Linked DNA regions of Mus musculus: region 2 is linked to region 1. Evidence: chromatin contacts called from public Hi-C data. All regions are on one chromosome and are shown on one strand. Each heading gives the region's core, a stretch centred on a gene start, on an enhancer-like site or on the middle of the called end of the contact. The rest is flanking DNA. Distances are from core to core; before and after follow the strand shown. Region 1 overlaps Gm46261 (a long non-coding RNA gene). Region 2 has its middle 51 kb from the start of Fam114a2.

The links. A called contact is a pair of places that touch in the nucleus more often than the background predicts.
Region 2: a contact with region 1 is called in a Hi-C map of cortical neurons, with 2.5 times the contacts expected there. The contact joins two enhancer-like sites. A contact is called at or near these places in 2 of 484 Hi-C or Micro-C datasets (cerebral cortex and cortical neurons) and 1 of 9 other capture datasets (embryonic stem cells).

The regions. Positions count from the first base shown.
Region 1 is chr11:56,626,204-56,629,570 of GRCm38.p6, reverse strand. The region is part of intron 5 of Gm46261 (a long non-coding RNA gene); the gene reads left to right. Among named protein-coding and RNA genes, the nearest start is that of Gm32649, 4.3 kb to the right of the region's middle. Within about 2 kb of position 1,675, at least 21 of the 459 cell types and tissues checked have an H3K27ac peak or open chromatin away from gene starts, as enhancers often do. A contact at or near this core is called in cortical neurons, where this site is marked.
Region 2 is chr11:57,465,982-57,469,348 of GRCm38.p6, reverse strand. No RefSeq gene overlaps it. Among named protein-coding and RNA genes, the nearest start is that of Fam114a2, 51 kb to the left of the region's middle. Within about 2 kb of position 1,473, at least 29 of the 459 cell types and tissues checked have an H3K27ac peak or open chromatin away from gene starts, as enhancers often do. A contact at or near this core is called in cortical neurons, where this site is marked.

The sequences.
Region 1 (3,367 bases), core at 426-2,925:
CCCTCTCCAGAGTCCAGCTCTTTCCCTGTGCATATTACCACTAGAATCTCCCACAAACTGGGCATGATATCTCTAGGATAAAATGATTCTATCCCAACCACATCCTTAAGATGGCTCAAGACTGAGTTTAATTATTGCTGCACGATGATCTAGGCAGTGAAGCTCTGGGGTTGGGCTATTGATTGGTTCTGCCAGTTCTTCAGATTCATCTTTGAAGACCAGCCAACTCCTTAAAATGAGGGCTGAGGAGTAGGGATGCTATCCTTCAAAACAGAGGGGCTATTACAAGAAGGGAGAAACTAGATAAGCTGAGCTCAGTGCCCCCACCCTCAAGCAATTTGTGTTTTCTTAGAACCCATGGATATGTTCTTGCCTGCAGCTGGAATTAATCTATTCCTCAAAAGGGATGCCTTGTCTGGCTCTGCAGAAACCTGAAACACCAGGCTGGGCTTATACTCAGCATAGACCCTACCTTCTCAGAGAAGACTGGGACAGGGGATGGGTAGGAGGGAACTGAATGAGAGGGCAGCAATAATATAAATGGTAAAAAAACAAACAAACAAACAAAAACCCAAACAAACAAACAAGCAAAAAAACAAAAGCAAAGAACCCTCAAGTGAGAGCAGTATGAATCAAAGGTGGGCTCTATGTTCATGGCAGGTGTTCACAGAAGAGAAGCAGGCAGCCACACTTCTATGGCCTTGTGAAGATGGGGCTATACACTGAGGCCTTGTGTGTATAAGCATGGGGTAAAAAGGCTTGCCAGCACTCCCCACCAGCTAGGAGTAAGTCTGGGAACACACTATCCCCACAGAACTTCTGGAAAGAACCAACACTGCTGACACCCGGAGCTTTGGCTCCCTGGATCCAAATGTAAGCACATAAATTTGACTGCTTTAAGCTGCAAGTTAGTGGCTATTTCTTTATGGAAGACCTAGAATTTATACATGGCTGCCTACCGAGAATGGGTTGTTCTGATTGGGAGCTATCACCCCATGAGCCAGGTGTCTGCCAAGAGACCAGGCTAGCATTTGTACTTATTTCAGTCAACATCTATTCTACTCTCAAACCAGACCATATGGAACCCAGTGATGTCATGAGCCTCTTTGTCCTTTACTAGGCAGTGTAGAGGCCTTACATGGTGGCATATATCTATAATCCCAACCCCTGGGAAGTAAAGATAGAAGAGTGGGTCAGAAGTTTAAGGTTATCCTCTGCTACCAAGTAATTGAAAGACCAGCCTAGGCTCCAGGAGATCCTGTTTCAAAACAACAAAACTAAACAACTGACTTTTCTATCTATAGTGGAGAAGACAGAAAGGCCTGAGAACCCAGGCCAACTGAATGACAACAGGCATCTGGCATGTGGGTGAAGAACAGGGTTACAGAACAGGGATAGAGAACATTGACCTTGACAAGGCCTAGACTCCAGACTCTAATTTGTGCTGTCATCTCTCCATATGCACATGTGAATGAAGGCTGGGTCAGTCAGCGTGAGAGGGGTAGGGAGAGGCATGAGCCCAACTTGCTGTGAGCTGTGGTGAGCTGAGTGCTTTGGAATTAGGGCTCTGCATTCTGTCTTTTTCCATTTTCCCCCTTTCCCTAAGAATAGGGAGCAGCTCATCTCTGTGCTGGTTCTTACAAGTGTGTTATGTTTCCAGCTCATTAGCAGCATTTGTTTTCCTTGTCTCCAGCCCACAAGCAGTCCTGACAGCGGCAAGGGTGCTGGAACGGCTTCCTGGAGGCTGGCAGCCTGCTCACTGACAGCCCAGGGAAGCCAGCCAGGTGTGCAAAGTGCCAGGCAGGATGAAGGCACCATGGATTTGGTTTTGGGATGCTCTGGAGAGGAACGAGGAGTGGAGAATATGCACAAAAATGATTTTTTAAAAAAAGATGAAACCATCACCCACCTTCAGGATCTCACATTAACTTTTCATGAGTCAGATGAGTTTTCAATATGTGAATAGACCCTTCATGAGTAAGGAAGCGAACAGGAAGAAGGGAGGAGAGAAAAGAGGGAGGGAGGGAGAGAAGGAGAGAGGACTAAGGAAAAAGAACAAAGCTGCTCCCTTCAATTCTTCCCCTCCTCTCCCTTTGTTTCTCCTTCCCTCACTCCCTGGTTTCTTCTCTCCCTCCCTCCCTCCGTCCCTCCCTCCCTCCCTTCCTTCCTTCCTTCCTTCCTTCCTTCCTTCCTTCCTTCCTTCCTTCCTTCCTTCCTTCCTTCCTTCCTTCCTTCCCTCCCTTCTTTCATTCCTCCTTCCCCCTCCTTTTTTTCAAAATAATAAACTACCACAAATTAGCCAAGCTGCTATTTTTCAGTTAAGTTCCCATCACAGCACCTTTTCTGTGCACTGTATGCAAGTAAACCAAGCATACCCTGTGTCTCAGATAACCTACTGTTGCTGTGATAAAACATCATGACCAAAAGCAACTTGGGAGAGAAGGGTTTGTTTTAGCTTTTAGTTGAGATGAAGTGATGTCTGGTCAGGAACTCAAGGCAGCAATCTGAAGACAGGAACTGAAGCAGAGGCCGTGGAGGATCACTACTTACTGGGTTGTTCCTCATAGATTGCTCAGCTTGCTATCTTACCCAACATAGAACCACCTGTTTAGGCATGACTCGCATACAGTGAGCTGGGACCTCCAAAATCAATCATTGTCAAGAGAACGTCCCATGGACTTGCCTATAGGTCAATCTGATGGTAGTATTGTCTTATCTGAAGCTCCCTCTTCTCAGATGACCCTAGCTTGTATCAAGTTGATAAAACAAACAAACAAACAAACAAACAAACAAACAAAACCTAACTAACTAACTAACTGACTGACTGACTGACTGACTGACCAGTATTTCCATGATGAACTGAAGTTGAATGTCATTCTCAGCTACAAAGCAAGTTCAGTTGAAGACCATCACCCAACATCACTGTCAATCAATTGTCCAGTCTTATCAGATGCAAGAAGTGCTGGCTAAAAATGTAAAACCCAGACATCTCAGTACACAGAAGTTTGAGACAAAGCAAAAAACTGTTGCCAAAAAAGAGAAACATTTTAAAACAAATGAAAATTTGCCTACAGACTGTCAAACAAAACAGTACTAAGTCACTTGGGCCAGCCTTTTACACTGTGTAGCTACGCTGTGGGTATGTGGAACGTGAATGCTGAGATGTTATATCACATGGTGAAATAGCAAGTCAGGCCAGTGCTATACCACACCTTAACATCTTCCCTCAGCATCCCGTGGCTCCTGCAATACTACCCACCCATAGTCAGCTAGATAGTTCCCACACTGATGCTTCTTGCTGTCCTCCACTGCATCCATGTGTCCCTTTCTCCTACAGACTGTCCTTGATGTCTTTAAAAGTGGCTCT
Region 2 (3,367 bases), core at 224-2,723, 840 kb before region 1:
CTTGCCTGTACAGGAAAAAGGAGACTTAGAGAGACGCCAAGAACCTCTGCCTGGTGCCCTGGTCCTGTTGTGGGAACTCGTGAACCCTGATGGGCACGAGAAATCACGTGGGAATGAGGTCTTTGTCACAGTGCAGATGCCAGTGACATACTCAGAAGGGCCTAAGCACCTGCTTCTGTGACAAGCACCCAGGAGTGATGATGTAGTCAGCGTGGGGACTCCATACTGAGGTTCACCTTGAAGATCAGTGGGTGTGACGGGAGAGACACTTTCATGGATCTCACAATTTAGTCATGGATTTAATGTTCATTCTTACTCCCAAACGAGGCAGTATTATTTGTTTTTTTTTTTTAAAAGGCCTTGTTTTTAATTGTATAAATGCACTTATATCTATAGGTGATATATGCATATTGAGTGCAATACCTGCAAAAATCAGAAGAGGGCGCCAGATTCTGTGTCCATGGTGTTACAGGGAATTGTGAGAGCCCTGATGTGGGTGCTGGGATCCGAACTAGGATCCTCAAACACTCTCAATCTTTGACATGCTCCTAACATTTCTCCAGCCCCTTGTCTTTTATTTTATATGAGCCCACAACCAAGACTTTGGAGATTTAAATAGACTTTTGTAGCAATGGAAGTTTTAAAGACTTGGGGGTGGGGGATTTTTTGGAATTGAATTGTATTTTATATTATGATTTTAACATGTTACTTTGGGGACAAGGGATGGAAAGTTATGGCTTAAAGTGACATGCTTGTGGGTCAAGTTGACAAAGGACAGATCATGCTGGTTAGTTTTTAACTGGTAACTTGACACAAAGTGGAGTCACCTGGGAAGAGAGTTTTAATGACTCTTATCTAGATGTTGACCTGTGGGCACGTCTCTGGGGACTGCCTAGATCATCTGATATAGGAAGACACAGTCTGTTGTGGGCGGCACCATTCCCTAAGCAGAGCAATCAAGCAAGGATCTGTGTGTTTATTCTCTCCCGCTCTCAACTGTGGGCGTAGTGCTTAAAGTTCCTGTCTTAACTTCCTCACAATAATTTAACCTGGAATCTTAAGCCAAATGAATTTTTTTTTGTCCCTAAGGTGCTTTTTATTGAATGTTTTATTACAACAGAAACAAAACTAGAATAGAAGTTTCCTGGACCAGAAAATGGTGGCCTGGGAAGCTAAGCAGTGTGCAACTGATATGTTTAAAAGTAGGGACATGAACCAGGGTTTCATACCTCTAGAATCCCAGTACATCCCTAAGCCTTTCCGTTGATCACACCCCCATCTCTGGGGCTCCGGTCTGTGTCCAGTCTTCTGGGATTAAAGGTTTATTTTTTTATCCGGGCCAGCTGGGAAGGCACCTTCTTGCAAAGCTCCTTTCTGGCCAGCAGGTGGCAGTGCTGCCCCAAGGATATGGCCTAGACGGCTAGCTAGAGCTGCTCCTAGTATCTTTTGTCTGCACAGGGGTCCGCTCTCCTCTCCGGAGCCTTCAATGTGCCTGCTGAGCTGGGGCTGCTCATTTCCTTTCTCTCCTGGCTGTAATGCCTCATAACTTCGGATCCTTAGAGCCATTTACGATAGATTCAGATGCAGCCTGCAGCTAGAGTTTCTAAGCACAATGCTTTTCTGAGTTAGGTGCGGTCCTCTTGCCTATCTGCTCAGAAGAGGAACCTTGGGGCTTCCAGAGGCTCGAGAGGTCATGGAACAGGGGAATGCCAAGGAGCAGGGGAAGAGGCAGAGCCTGGTAGGAGCCTAGCAGTTGTGGCGCTGGAATCCATAGATGGGAGGGATTCATTCTGAGGAAGTCGAGGCAGAGCCGGAAGGGGACCAGGGCTTGTAACTCTGGACCTTGTATAACTTGTTATCACCAGGGTCTGTGATAGGAAGTCCCCGCCTCCTTCCTACACCCCCCAGGTACTGGTTCCCCACAGAATGACTGACTCTTAAGTGTTGTGTTCAGCTCAGATATGGCTGTGCAAATCTTGCCCAGCCTGGCGTTCTGCTGGGACCAGAGACTTCCTTCTTCATGATGGAACTCTGTCACAACGCATGGTGACTCCTCGTGATAAGGGAGAAGTGGGGTGCCTTTAAGTAACACGAAGCCTTCCTTTCTCTGGGGGCAGCGGCGGCGGGGGGCGGGGGGGGGTTAAACCCAGTAGATGGGATACTAGGTGCTCAGTTACACAAAACCGCCACTTGGTCGATGGCCTCAGGGTTCCTGTCTCTCAAATTCGAAGAACGAAATTCATGGAGAAATGCTGAGTTTAGAAAGAGTCTTATTACGGATTCATGGGTAGGAACTTAAGAAAGGAGATGGAGTTACTTGACGGTAGGAGACCCGCACATGGGACACCATCCAGCTGATAGTCCAGTGCTGTTGCTTTTTTTGTTTTTGTTTTTAAATGTTTAATAGGATTTATGGCAGAGACTGGGTTAAGCCATGAAGAGGAGGATGAGCCGGTCACGTCAAGGTAATCGGGTGTCTGTTCTCTGCTTGGGGTGGTCAATTATCCATCATAGAAAGAGAAGAAAGAGATAACAGGACCAAGATGGCTACCCTCTGGCATTCCAGGCCTCCAGAAGACAGAACAGGACCAAGAAGAATGTTCGTGACTTCTGTCCAAAGACATAAATTAGGATAGTTTACTTTTGGGGTCCATGCCTTTGAAAACAATTTCCATCCTCTGACCTTATCCCTAGGAGGGACTGGCACAGATGGGTTCGGTTTGTACTTGTGACATGCATGTCTGAGCTACTTTGTCTCACCAGGCCTGGCACTAGATTTGGCTGCTGCGGGGCACTACCAGCAGGCTCTGCCTCCTTGGGTCCTCTAACCCTGCTGGGCAACACGTTTGCTCTCCGCTTGTTCTTCGTCGGTCCAGGCTGGTCTGTTATCTATCATGCCCCATTCCATGTGGAGAGAGCCCAGGGAACAAGCTCTTCTGCATAGTGTGGAGCCCAAGGTTGAGAGCAAAGTAAGTCGTTTATGAAAACAGCCCTCCACCGTGTTATCCAAGCAGCGTGTATTCATTGCTACAAAATTGAGAATATGTGAAAGGAAGAAAATTAAAACCACCTCCATAACAATAGAATCTTTTTCTACAGTGATATTTTAATGGAATTGAATTTTTCTCATTCTCTTTTTATTGTACAAGAAATACATATTTCTCAACAGGGTTATGAAGTGGCATTTCCAGGGGATTAATTTTATTTGGTCTTACACGATTTTTTTTATATTTGTAGAATAAAAAAATTTTAATTTATCTGGGTTACCACATCATGAACCTGTCAATAATTCTGTGAGAGATTGCAATAGCCACCTCTGTCTTTTGAGGACCTACTATGTGCGAGCAGTTTTTACATGACTGTAACT